2 separate regions of the Mus musculus genome follow, and region 1 is linked to region 2. The links are chromatin contacts, called in public promoter capture Hi-C maps. All regions are on one chromosome and are shown on one strand. Each heading gives the region's core, a stretch centred on a gene start, on an enhancer-like site or on the middle of the called end of the contact. The rest is flanking DNA. Distances are from core to core; before and after follow the strand shown. Region 1 holds the start of Sulf2 (sulfatase 2). Region 2 holds the start of Zfas1 (zinc finger, NFX1-type containing 1, antisense RNA 1).

The links. Capture Hi-C pulls out chosen DNA fragments and counts their contacts.
Region 1: a promoter capture Hi-C map of pancreatic islet shows a contact between it and region 2. The contact joins the promoter of Sulf2 here to the promoter of Zfas1 in region 2.

What each region holds. Positions count from the first base shown.
Region 1 is chr2:166,150,389-166,157,680 of GRCm38.p6, reverse strand. It overlaps Sulf2 (sulfatase 2), which reads left to right and starts at 1,998. Exons shown (of 21, transcript NM_028072.5): 1 at 1,998-2,178.
Region 2 is chr2:167,058,643-167,065,353 of GRCm38.p6, reverse strand. Zfas1 (zinc finger, NFX1-type containing 1, antisense RNA 1) reads right to left here and starts at 2,420. Exons shown (of 5, transcript NR_138563.1): 1 at 2,057-2,420; 2 at 1,627-1,718; 3 at 137-195. It overlaps Znfx1 (zinc finger, NFX1-type containing 1), which reads left to right and starts at 2,339. Exons shown (of 14, transcript NM_001033196.2): 1 at 2,339-2,844; 2 at 5,212-5,322. The coding sequence starts at 5,262. LOC115486178 (a small nucleolar RNA gene) reads right to left here and starts at 1,881; the gene lies at 1,789-1,881. It overlaps Gm23201 (a small nucleolar RNA gene), which reads right to left and starts at 356; the gene lies at 268-356. It also overlaps Snord12.

The sequences.
Region 1 (7,292 bases), core at 749-3,248, 910 kb after region 2:
GGAAAGAGCCCAGGCAACAGGCTGAGGCCCAGACCAGCAGGGTTAGGTGTGCACTAGGAGTTAGGGGGAAGTCAATTGTCTTAACTGATTAATGATTCCCTGAATCACACACCCAGGTACACACACACACACACTTGTCCCTAAGCTCTGTCTCCTCCTCTGTAAAGAAGAAAAGTGGTCAGGTGCTGGCATTGCCACCACTTTCCATTTCCATTACAACAAAGAAACATAAGAGAAATCACATGATACCACCCTCCTCCAGCGCTCAGTCCCAACTGGGAGACTGAGAACTGCCCTCTTTCCTGGAATTTCTGTTGGGCACACCCATCTACAGAGAGTCAAGTCTGAAGTGCAAGGGTGTGGTCCTAGTGTTTTCTGATGTAAATCCCCAACTTCTAGAGCATTCTCTAGAACCTCAGAGCAAACAGGGCACAGATTCCATTCTGCATCCTTCCTGCCCAGACCGCAATAGGACACTGCAGACCTGCTAGAAAGTCACTGCTGAAATAAGGCATGTGGTTCAAAGCCAGGTGCAGCCTGTGGGCTGTGTACAAGCCTCTGTCATCTCTGAGCATACATGTTCTCCAAAAACTATGAATGTACACTTCATGTGATGACCAGGTGCAAAGCTCTCCATTTGGCCACAGAACCTGCTGTTCTTCCTGGGAGGAGAACCCCAAGCCAGGATGGGTATAGCATGTAAAGTTACCTGTTGCAGAAAAAGAGAAGGATACAAAAAGATCAAGTGTATACATTGTTGTTGCTTCGTGTGCTTCTGAGACAGTATCACTATATAGAAAGTTTGACTTTGGGTGATCCTCCTGCCTCAGCCTTCCCAGTGCAGGCATCACAGATGTGGGCCACGAGAATACTGTCTGAGTTGACCCTATAAGGATATATAAATTAATCAATTTAATTATTCAATTAAATGTCTGGGATGTTGAAACTGATTACACCTGCTTTTCTATCTGTTTTATTGGTTTATTTTCTGAGATTTTTTTCCTTTTGTTTTGTTTTGTTTTGTTTTGTTTTGTTTTAATAGGGTCTCCTGGACCTCCAACTGGTCTTAATCACCCTGTGTGTAGATAAGGGTGACCTTGAATTTTTTATTTTCCTGCCTTTGCCTCCCAAGAGCTGGGATTGCAGGCGTGCACCAGCACTGTACATTTGATGTTTGTTTGTGTGTTTGTGCTTTCTAATGAAGTTCTCAGAATCTCAAGGATGGGAGCCCTCTGCCCCAAGCATCCAATGAACAGCGCTGCAGGGGCCCAGCCCCTTCTCATGCAGCACTGAGACTGGAATGCCTGGGGGTGGGGTGGAGGGTGGGGGGGGGGGTTCATGAAAGCGAATACTCACGCCTAACATCCTGTATCCAGCCAGGACTCTACACTAGCCAAAGGTGGGGCTTGCCCCCGGCTTAGGAAAGCAAGTTCAGGGTTAGTACAACGACTGTATGGGCGGAGTCGAGAGCCCCCCACGCAGTCCAGACAACCCGCTTGAATTTTAGATAAACAGCGAGGACGTGATTTTAGTGCATCTCCATCGGTGCCCTGTTATTTTTACTACGTGAATTTGACAAACGCTATCCATCAGAAAACTAGAAAAATCCCACCAGGGGAAGGAGGATCTTGAAAATAAGCGCAGCCTGGGGGGTCAGATACAACTCCGGAGCTCAGCTTCTTGGGTTCAGATCCTGATCCAACTATCTGACCTTGGGCCAATAACTTAACGGCTCTGTCTTGATTTCAGTATCTATAAATGGATGAACATCTTGGAAGACTTTCAGGGGTTACGTTTCCATCCGAGGCCCGCCCCGTTCCACCGCAGGGTCGATAACCCCCTAGCACATCAGCTGTACTTTCTGAAGCTACTGGTGGGCTCTGTGAGGCTCTTCACCCACCCTTGGCAGCCAGGGCCCCCTCAAGCCTCTGGTGGCTTCGGGGACGGCAGAAACCGCGCAGACAGCACCACCTGGAGTCAGAGTTCTCCCTTTACCAAGGGAACCGGCCTCCCCTTTCTTTCCCATTCCCGGCCCATGTCTGGGCAACGCTTCTGCTTTCGCTTGAGCTCAACTTAATTTCTCAGAGAGCTTCGGAGACGCGTGGGAAGGTCCCAGGCGCGTGGGCAGTTCCTCCCGCGATCTAGCTTGGGGATCGGCCCGAGCCGGCGTCTCCAATGGCAAGTGTGTGCGTGTGTGTTTAGAGGCGAGCGCGGGGCTTTCAGCTAAGGCTGCCGGGTGTTTGCAAACCAGGGCGAGCCCCTGTGAAAGCGGATAAAAGAAAACATTTATTAACGTGTCATTACGAGGGGCAGCGCCGGGCCGGGGCTGTCGCACGCCTCAGGGAACACTTGGCTCCTCGCTGCTGGGAGGGAGGAGGACGAAAAAGCGGAAAGAGGCTGGATTCTCTGCGCGCCAGCCCGGGGGCCTGATCCATGGCCCTCGCGACTTCGCGCCGGTGTCTGGTGGACTAAGAGATGCGCCCCCGGTCCGAGTGGCACACACGCGCGCACACACGCACGCGCGGTCCCGGCTCGCCGGCAGCTCCCTGCTCAGCGCACATCAGCCTCAACTCCGCGCCCAGGGCGAGCGGGAGCGGGTGCGGGTGAGTGCGCCCCGGGCCCGCGAGGGTGCGCGCTCGGCGGCGGGAGCGCGGCCGGCCACCGGCTCGGCAGGCAGCAGGCCGGGAGCCGCCGGGACTTCGGGCCGGGGCGCGGGGCGGCCGCGGCGGCGGAGGTGAGGAGCGATGGCTGAATCGCCGGGTCCCCGGCGGGGCGGGAGGCGGCTGGGTCCTGGGTCCTGGCGCGCGCGGAGGCCGGGGCGGGCGGGGCGAAGCAGAAGCCGGGATGCCGCGGAGGCGGCTGGAGCAGCGGCAAGGCAGAGTCCCCTACGCCCCGCGGCCCGGCCCGGCTGCGGCAGAGACGCGGTGAGGCCGCGGGGGCCGCGCGGTGAGTGGGGCGCGGGGCCGGGCCCGGATCACAGATTCCAGGGCGAGCACGGTTCAGGTGAGCCCAGCCGGTCCCCGCTGCCCGGCTCAGGGAGGGTGTTACCCGGAGGTTTAGGTACCGGCCGGCCTCAGTGGGGCTGACCGATTTGACCCCGTCTGCAAGGCTGGGCGGCTAGGGGAGGACTTCCCGCGCCCCGGTGGTTCCCGGGGAAGGGCGCGTGGACCCGCGGGCTGCAGGAGCATGGCCCGGTTGACCCCTTGAGGTTTAGATCCAGAGGGCCAGCTAGAAGCCAGACCACGTGTGGCTTGTCCGGGCAGGACCCGAGCAAGCAGGGACTAGGAACTCGCAGAACGGAGGACAAATGAAATCGTAAAACTTCTCCCGCGCCAGGTCAGAACCCATCGCCCTGCAGACCTGCGTCCGCCGCGGGCTCCAGAAGCCCGGAGGGGACGCTGCAGCGGGGACTGCGACTTCGTTTAGAGAGTAGTAGTTCATTCATTCATTCATTCGACAAGCATTTGTGGCGCTCTGAGTGTACCAGGCACGGAGTGTCACCCAGGGAAGCGCGGATGGTAGTGTTAGTCCCTGCGAGGGCGGCTGGTGGCGAAAGGAGGCTCCAAGTGGGCAGATGGAAGGAGCCACCCGCGGGGCCATGGGTCTGCTTAGTGATCTCTGCCTGGAGGGGACCCTGAGAGCCTTGTCTCCCTACACAGAAGGACGCTCTGCACAGAGCATGGCTGTGGTGACCCCCGCCTTCCCCCTTCCCCCTCCCCACTTCCTGAAAGTTCTGATTGGCCCCACCCCTCCAGGACTGGCTCTCCTGCAGCTTGTTTTAATCACTTTTTGAGTTAAAAGTCAATATTTAATTAACCAAGTAATTACATTCAGCTTTCGTTTGAATCTGGATATTTGCTCTGTCTGTGGGGATGCCCGCCCTCTTCCCCCTTTCCATCTGTCCTTGCCTCTTTCCCACGGTGCACCCCCAGCTACTCTGGAGGTGACAGAGAGCAGGTGATGTTGGCTTTCCCTGGGGACACCCTGGATTTTGTTCACCTTGCAGTTCATGTGACCCGGTCCAGCTCCTTGCCCAGAGGGGATCAACTGAGATACAACCATTGATTAAAAGGGGTGGGAGTTCCCTAAACACCCCTCCCCCCAAGATTCTCCACCCAGCCTGGCTGGTCCCCAGGGAAATCAAAACAACCTGTTTCTATGTGGTTCAGTGTTGAAATCAGCAGTTTATTGAGGATAGTGTTAGCTTGGCCAATGGCATGATGAACCCGCTGTCCCTGCCCTGGGCTGAGGGTAGTGTGGCTTTGGACTTTGTGTAACCCTCTTGAGGGTTTTTTATTTGAATTTACAACACTTTCTGAAACCTTAATAGCATGTTAGGTTTTCAGGCTTAAAGTTTGCTGACTCAAGACTGGCCCCGAGGGAGAAACTCCAGGCACCCTTGTACAGTCTGTGTGCCTGCGTGGGACCCCCTGTCCCACATGGCCTTCATTCAAGGACCCCATCCCACAGACAGTTTCACTCTTGATGTTCCAAATGCCCTTTCACTTGGGAATCCAGCGCCTCTCTGTAGTCTGGGTTTGGTGCTGGGTTTGACGGCTTTTGGCCCCTGGGTATGTGGAGGATTGTCACACAGCCATTATCTTTTCTTAGACTATGCCCTCTCTGAAGACCTGAGGCCCTTCCTGCCTTTCTGACCAGTTCAAAGAAGGTTCCCCTTCACCTCAAAGATAAGAGGCAGGAAGTGTTTGAGCCCGGCCCTTAGACATAATAGTCACGTGTCCACACAAAATCTGTGATACATTCCTCACGCTCCAGGTCCACTCTGAACCACGGGGTTGCCCTTTCACCAGGTGCTTGTTTTCTAAATGCAGGGGACAAGAAACATGACTAGTAAAATAGTAAAGCTAGTTAAGTTAGTAGCCTGTCTGAATCCTTTCCCTTCCCCAAGAACCGCTGCTGTCGTGGGTAACTGTGGGGCGGTGCCCTGGTTTGTATTGTGTGTTGTTATTGCTGTTTTCTCTGGCTTTTGGGGTTTTTGTTTGTTTGTTTGTTTGTTTGTTTTTGTTTTGGGGAGGGTTTGGTTTTAGTTTTGGGTTTTTTTGTTTGTTTGTTTGGTTGGTTGGTTTTGGTTTTGGTTTTGGCTCTTTTTCCCCCTTCTCTTTCCCAGGGTTTCATCTCCTCTCCTGGTGTATATGTGAAGGTTCTTTCAAATGTGGCCAATGAAAACCATGCAAAAAATAAGGATTTTTTTAGCTCTTAAAAAGCACAGGGAATGACATAGGACATTGTAGGAGTGAGACCCTCTTGTGGCTGCTGGTGGACTGGCCTCAGAGCGTGTACCAGGGACTTGGTTTCAGACTGGGCTCTGTGTGTCAGTGGACAAGAAAGCGAGCCTCTCCATAATGACCATAGCAGGCCAGGACAATCTGGCTATGGCCAGCCCTGGGGGCTGGCCTGGTGGGGACCCCGGCAGATGCCCATGCTCCAGCCGGCTTCAAGGCGCTATCTAATTGGGAGATCATTAAGATCATTATAATTAATTGGCATCCTGATAAATGGCGTGATTGCCTAATTGGGGTGGTTGCTAGGGAACTAGACCTCACTTGGAGCCTAGAGGGGAAGAGGCAGTGGCTGGCTGCAGTTGGGCGCTGGGGTTACAGACCCTGCAGCTCATGGGCGGGAAGCCAGAACTGTATCACCCACATCTGCTGGCAGCTGCTGAGTGTAGTTGTAGATGGAATGTGGGCTAGGGGTGTTTTCTTAGAAGGGCTGCAATCAGGACCCTTTCTTGCAAGCCATTGAAAGAGACGCTCTGAAATCACTGGGAGGCAAAGGAAAAATGCCCGACGCCTTGCACAGGGCCCCAAATCCTAAGACAGCCTTGGCATCGTGCACCACTGGCTCAGAGACTCAGCATTTGCCACAGACGCCATTCTTCCATCTCCGCTCTGCCCTCTACCTCACTCTGTGCCTTCCTCAGAACTAAAGCTGCAGTCTCTGGCAGCCCCAGGCTGGGTGTTTTAAGACAGCCGGTCCATCTGGCCACCTGCCCAGTGATGACATGGGGGCGTGTGACTCAACCGTTCTGTGCCTCTGTGTTCTCATCCAACAAGTGCTGGGGGTAAGTCCCCACTCCTTCCCGAGTCTGTGGGCCAGAGCGAGATCATCAGTAAGTACCAAGTGCTTAGCATCTGCCCCAGGTAAACCTGGACCACAGGGTGGCTGCTCTCTCACCCCTGTGGTCACAGCCCAAGAACAGAAGCAAGCCTCTTTGCAGTGACAGTCCCTAAGCCCCCAGATGCCCTCCCATGAGACCACTGACCAGTTACACACGCCCTCTGACTATGGTCTGAATGAGAAGAGAGGACCCCTTGGTCCCACAAGTGTGACAAATAAGCATGGTCATTTGGGGAGCAAGGAGCCACGTGTATGGGCAGCCAATCGTCAGAAGGGCCTGTCAGCACCCTGGCTGAGGTGAGAACTCCAGGGACATTACCACCCTCCCCTTCCCATGGGGTCTTTGGGAACCAGAGGCTATCTTAGCTGCTTCAGTGGATAAAGCTGCAGCCTGGCTTTGATCCAGGCCTTTCTGGGGGCTGAGTTTACCTGGCTCTCCACCATGAAAATCATCATGAAGTGTTTGTTTAAAAAATGTAAAGTCCCACAGAGAGAGCAGGCACCCTGCATATATATGTTCACGTCAGCAAAAGGCTTGGAAAGAGGGCCCTGTCTACTAGAGGGCGGTAGGGAATGGTACCCTAGATGAGAACAGGGGGACAGAGGTACCAAAATGCACCCTCGCCTTGAACATGACAACCTTCTTGGTATTGTGAAGGTCCTATTATTACACGATCCCACATCGGGCCAATACCACAAGGGGTCAAGTTCCCCATGGGTCCCAGTACCATAAGGATCCCAGTACTCCATGGGTCCCAGTACAGCACAGATCAGATTACCTCTTGTCACTAGTAAATACCTGACAAGAGCCAGGTGCTGCCTGAGGGCCTAGCCCAGCAAGAGAGAGCCTGGGCCACCAGAGACACAAGGCCCCCAAGAGCAAGCGGTGAATGGGGGCCATAGTCAAGGCAGTTTATAACAGGCTTCAAAAAAAAAAAAAAAAACAGTAATAAAATACAAGACACCTTCACCAGTGCAAAGCACGGTGAGGCATCTTCAGGGAGGTGGTCCAGAGAGGCCTCCCTGAAGAAGAGATCTCTGAGCCATGGCCTGAAGTGTAAGAAAGAGGCTGGCCTCAGGGAAAAGACAAGGAAAGAACACTTGAGGTGGTGAGAGAGCATCCTGTGCAAAGGCCCTGGGGTAGAGAACACGGG
Region 2 (6,711 bases), core at 1,171-3,670:
GACAAAACTGGCAATTAGTATTTGAGATCAACAGGGTCGATCTGACGGGGAAAGAAATGATATCATCAGTTCACCAGCCAAGTTTATGTCAGAAACAAAGTATACACTGGAAGAGGGACACGTGGAAACCACTCACCAATGCTCGCCTCAGGAGTTCACGCTCCATTCAAAGCCCGGTTTTGTCTGTCAGCAAACCTGAGATAAAATGCAGAAATAACCTGTCAACTACCTGAGCGCCAAGGGCACAGCAGCAGTGGGTACTGTCAGGCAGGCATGTCAGACATACTGGCTTAAAAGAATGTGATCAACATGGTCGATCTGATGGGGAAAAAAGTTGTGTCATCACACATGCCTGTCTGTGGGAGGCTGCTGAGCCTGATCCCAAGGGCTAGGTAGACAGCTACTTAGGACTACATCTCCTTTACAGGAGACAGCTGTAATACCAGTGTCTCCAATTATTAGCTAAAGGAATGGGACTTGCTGAGATAATCACAATCGCCTTGGAAAGTTTCAACATTATGTACCAGGAGGCCTCACGTATGACCTGAGGCGCCCATGACTCCAGCACCAAACCCTAAATGCAACTGTCTCACATATACAACTCTGACTGGCACTGTCCACTTGCAAATGATATGACAATTGTTCAGACATAGCACCCTTCAGTCTCTAGGCTTGCCTCAATTTAAGTCAACTTGCCTGGGCCTACTTTTTTTTTTTTTTTTTAAAGATTTATTTATTTATTATTATATGTAAGTACACTGTAGCTGTCCTCAGACACTCCAGAAGAGGGAGTCAGATCTCGTTAAGGATGGTTGTGAGCCACCATGTGGTTGCTGGGATTTGAACTCTGGACCTTCGGAAGAGCAGTCGGGTGCTCTTACCCACTGAGCCATCTCTCCAGCCCGGGCCTACTTTTTTTAAGAGTAAGATTTATTCATATATTTTATGCACGAGTACACCACCATTGTTCTCTTCAGAGACACCATAAGAGGGCACCAGACCCCATTATAGATGGTTGTGAGCCACCATGTGGTTGCTAGAAATTTAACTCAGGACCCCTCGAAAGAGCCATCAGTGCTCTTAACTGCTAAGCCATTTCTCGGGCCTACTTGATTTAGGGCATATTCACATTTTTATCTGAGTGGGTCAGGGTGGATATCAGAATACAGTAATGGAGGATAGCCATTGTCACATCTTGAAAAGCACTAGCCTGCAAATACTTTAGCAGACATGTTTCATTGCCTTTCTAAATACCACGCATATACAAAAGAAATCTCAACCCGGCTCAGACACTGCACCCACAAACTGCTGAATGCTCCCATATCAACAGCCAAGAAAATGTGTTACAGACTAATCTCAATGGGACCATTTTCTTAATCAGTCCTTTTCTCAGGCAGTTCTACCAGGACACTTTAAATAACAACAGGGCTCTGCATCTCCTGTGTCAGTATGTACAGATACACAATTAAAAGACTTTAGTATACTTTGATAATAAGGCTCAATCCTCGGGGCTTTTAAAACAACGAACCTCAGCAGTAACTCTTGCATCAAATTCCCTATCACTGCCCACTTAAAGGCTCTTCAAAGCACGTGATTGCCACTTTAGGCCACTAGACGAATGCATACCTTAAGACTTTCAGATGGTAGGTGAGTTCTCATCTCCCTCGATGCCCTTCTCTCCCTCCAACCTCCATGCTGTCCTGCTTGGTCAGGTCAACCTACAAAACAAAAGCGTCCATCACCACCTATATCCTCGACCAGGAACAAAGAAGACCAGGGTCCTCGAAGGCTGGTGTTTATCAGGACAAACTGGCAAATGTTTTAAAACATCAGCACTGTCGATATGACGGGGAAAAAAGTGAGTTCATCATTTACACCAGCAAAAAGCTTCCCAGGCCAAAGCAGAAGGCGTCTTTTCCACTTGAATCACGTCTTCGAAGGTCAACCTGGGGATCGCGCTCCATAAGCAACACTTGGAGACTAGGAGCGGTTACAGCGACTAAACTTGATAAGAGGTTAACAAAAAAAAAACTTGTGCTGTGTGGACTCAACTCACCATCTGCAAGTTAACCCCGGAGGGACGAGACATATCGGGAACAAAGCAAACGCTCTAGGAGCCGCCGGAACGAAAGGACGAGAGCGGCGGCGAACCTTCCTTATATAGACCTTGGCGGCGCGTGCGCCTGCGCACTGTGCCCATGGCGCGTCGCTTCCGGGCGCGACCGCTTGGCGTCCTGGGAAATGTAGTCCCCGAGCCGCCCGGCCCCAGCTAGCTAATGGTTGTCCAGCCAGTGTCTAGCCCCTCCCCGTGCTCACTGGGCCTCCGGGGCTTCTCGGCTTCCGCGCCATGTCGCGCTTGGCACGCACGAGCCGCCCGCCGCGTCCCCCTGGCTCCGGGGCCAGCCGAGACCTGCGGCCGCCCGGGGCGCAGTCAACCCGCCCCCCGCCGCGCCCTCCCCTCCGCCGCGCCCGCGGGGAGCCGCCAGTCCAGCCGCCGCCGCTACCGCGGGCGCTGAGGCGACGCCGCCCTTCCGCCCGCCCCGAGGGCGGGGGCGCAGGCGAGCCCGGCCTCTCGCTGGAGCCCGCGGCACCGCCTCCTCGTCCTGCGCGGCCTCCTCTTCCTCCGGGCCGCCCACTAGGCTACTCGCCCCGCCCAGGGGCTGCAGGGACTGGAAACCGAAAGTTCGCGGTGCCGGGCGGGGCCGCGACCTGCCAGGGCCGGGGCTGAGCTCTAGCCCTGCGGAGGACGCGCCCGAGCCGGTGAGTGGCCTCCGCCCTATCACGCACCTGCTTCTGCGGCGCTGCGACCGCCGGCGTCCCGCTCTGCCTCCGGCCGGGTGTCAGGTTAGCCTTGGAGTCCCTATCTGCCCCACTCAGCGCCCCCACCACCCCCGGAGTCCCTGTCCCCTTCCCTCAGTTCTCCTATAGTCCCCAGAGTCCATGTCCCCTTCCCTTAGTTTTCCTATAGCCTCCAGAGTCCCTGTCCCTTTCCCTCAGTTTCCCTATACCCCCGGAGTCCCTGTCCCCTTCCCTCAATTATCCTGTAGCCTCCGGAGTCCCTGTCCTCTTCCCTCAATTATCCTGTAGCCTCCGGAGTCCCTGTTCTCTTTCTCTCAGCCCCCCCTATAGTCCCCGAAGTCCCTGTCTGCTTCTTCAGTTTCCCTATAGCCCCCAGAGTCCCTGCCCCTTTCTCTTAGTTTCCCTATAGCCCCCAGAGTCCCTCAGTTCCCCTATCATCTCCGGAGTATTTGGAATCTCCCATCACCCCTAGGATCTTTTTCCACTCCTTACCACCCCCAGAGTCCTGTCCTCCCACCTCCACCGTCACCCTCCATCGTTCCCTGAGTTAAGTCTACCTGGTTATCAGCAGCCCCATTTCCCAGTCCCTGTTTCCTCTCCTCAGCAGCCCCATCACCCCTAAATCCCTGTTCCCTTCCATTAGCCTCACCATCACTCCCCAGAGTCCCTGTCTCCTCTCCTTAGCAGCCCCCATCACCTCCAGAGTCGGTGTCTCCTCCCTCAGTACCCAGCGTATCCTGAGCCGCGGGCACTGCCATTACCTGCTTCGACTCTCTTCAGTTCATCTGTCACCACCCTGATCACACCCCACCTCTAGTGCCCCTTCATCTCAGCACCCAGTCATCCCCTGTGCGTAGTTGTCCTGCCTCTGCTCCCGGTCCCTGGAGCCCCACTCTCTCCATTTCTCACCTATTGCTATACCCACTTGTTCCACAACCACCCTGGGCTCCCCATCCCTAGGCCCTGCCCTACCTCTGAGTCCCCCCCAGATCTCTCCTGCTTTCTGTAACCTTACAGTGTTTCTCTGAGGGATGTATGGTGTGGCGACTTCTCTCGGGACTTGAAATTTACCTAGCTACAACCCAGCTGCCACCTCTTGCTCCATCCTCTTTCATCTTACCCTGTAATTAGAAGTCTCTAAATGTTATCCCTGCAACAGCTTAACCATTGCTGATCTGGTGCCCTCCCTGCCTTGCTTGCCCTCCCTGCCTTACTTGCCCTCCCCGCCTGCTCCTGCCACTCTTCCCTCGCCTTCTCTAGCACTTATTTGCTTCTGTTTTCTTTTACACTGCTGCTGCATTCTATTTTAGTATTTTTTTTTCAAAATGAGGAAGAAGGGATTTTCCTCAGAAAATTTTTCTTAAAACAAACACTAACCATTGAGCCTGCATCATAAGAACAGGGTTTGGTAAGATGAGGAGAAAAGTCACCACAGAAAATATTCCCTGTGGGAAGAAAAGGGACTCTTTTTTTTTTTTTTTCTGATAAGAATAAAAGCCACCTCTCATACAATGCCAAATCTATTCACAGTTTCCAACTATGAATATTTTAAAACTGTGAGGACAGTCTCAAAAATCCTTTAGCTGAGAACTGAGTCACCACCACCCTGCCCCCCTGCATCCACAGGCTATGCCTGAGTTATATTGAGAAGTTCCCTGAAGGGGCTTCCTCTTCACCCAGCATCAGAAATCCTCAAGACAGAAGCAAGGCAAGAATTGCTAGCTGGTTGAGAGGAAAGAAGGCTAAGAGCTCACTTGCTGTCTAGCAGGAGGGAGCAGGGAACCTGTCCACTGCTGTGTCCTAAGAATGCCTGGCCAGGTCCTGAGCCCTTGGGTGTGTGTTTGTTGAAGCAGGGTCTCATAGAGTCCATGTTGGCCTCAGGCTCAGTGGAAGCTGTCTTTGAATTTCTTCTGATCTTCCTGCTTCTGCTTCCCCGCTCTTAACTTGCCGACCCTCCTGCCTCCAGCTCCCAGGAGCTGAGCTGAGCTGCCAGCATGCACCCTGCAGCTAGCTGGCACATGGTTTTGGATTGACACACTTGTACTCCTTTTGCCCCAGCAATCATTTTGTAAGAAAGGAAATGAAACCTAAGCTGTAGATTAAGTAACCTGGTTGAAGGCAAACCAAACAGTAGTTTGGGAGTTGATGACTCTCTCTTTCTGACCCCAAGCAAGTGAAGGAGTCCGGGAATGGAGGATTGGATCCCTTGGAATCGCCTAAATTGTGAGGTTAAGTTTAGAGTTTGTAGCACGGTTGGGAATCCGCAAGGTTGAGTGCTTGTGCTGTGATTAGAATCTGCATGTTTTACCCTTCCTTAATAAATGATTAACATATAAAGGCAGAAGGGCCGGCTTCGTGGGGTTTGGGTATTTGCTGTGTTTGAAGGGCACCGGTGACTCTCAGCCTGTGCAGTTACAGGTAACGAAGTCAGGCGAAGGTGGCAGAATTCGTGAGACTCAGCTATGGAAGACAGAAGACCTCATCTAGAGGCCAGGCCCAGGAATCCGCCTGCCAACCACAGAGGTAAGCAGGGTTTCTATCAGGTGAAAAGGGGAGGCCTACCGGAGATGGTCTGCGTTTTTCAATTAGTGAGGACCTCCTTGCGTGGTGGGTGTGATGGCGCACACCTTTAATCCCAGCACTGGGGAGGCAGAGGCAGGCAGACCTGAGGCCAGCCTGGTCTCCCTAGGAGAGCTGCAGACGGTTCTGTGGTAGGACGGTAGGCCTGTCAATCCAGCAGGGAGAAGAGGCTTGAGAATTTGAGACCAGCTAAACTGTGAGATTAAGGCCACTCTGAGCTCCTTGCTGAAAGCTTGCCTCCCAAACCAGGGCTGGGGAGTTAGAGCCCTTGCCTCCTGGAAGGTTCCTTTTTGGTTCCCCGCAGGTGGTAGGAGGTGAGAAACAGACTGACTGGTGGTTTGCAGCCGGGCTGCCCAATAGAAACTGCGTCTAATCGCCAATAGCATCGTTAGGAAATTTAAAAGGATAACCAATAGCATTAATTTTTAATGATGTGTGTGTGTGTGTAAATCAGAAGACTTCTCCTAAGAGTTGGGTTTTTTCCTTCTATCATGTGGTCTTGAGGACTGAACTGACATTGTCAGGGTTGGTTAGCAAGTGCCCTCATCGACTGAGTCTTGAAATTTTTTTTTTTCTAATTTAATGGCAACTCAGTAAAATGTAATGCTCTAGTTTCTTAAGTTAATGATATTAAGATATTAACACTTTATGAGAATTAACGTGCATAGACACCTGTGGGTCAAAGCATTCATATACATAAAATGATAATAGTGTTTATAATAATAAATATTTTAAGAATTAGAGGCCACATTGGGTTACAGGATTAGAGCCTATCTCCACCAGAAAAAAAAAAAAGACCCTAGTCAGGTGGCTTCTTTAATCCCAGCAGCAGGAAGGTAGAAGCAAACAAATTTCTGTGTTTTAAGCCAGTGTAGTTAGTGAATTGCAGGCCAACCAGGATTACACAGTGAGACCTGGCATCAAACAAAACAAAATAAACAAAAGACCCACTTAAGTGTATTTGCATCTGACAGGGTTTCTCAGCATCCCGGCTGTCCAGGAACTCACTCTGTATAGGATGGCCTTGAACTCAGAGATCCTCTTGCTTCTTTCTGCCTCTGTCTCTCAAGTGCTGGAATTAAAGAGCCACCACTGCCTGGCCAGTCTGTCATCTTAAATCTTAAGTGTTAAGGAGGATGAATGAGACGGGGTTTCCAAAGGGGAGGTCTGGAAAGGGGAAAACATTTGAAATGTAAATAAGGAAAATATCCAAGAAAAAATAAATCTTTAAAAAAAAATCTGAAGTAGCTTTCCTAAGTTTTATTGTCAAATTGTGAATCACAAATTGCAAATCACAGCATTCTGCTAAGGCCAGCTGTAGAATCCCTGTAG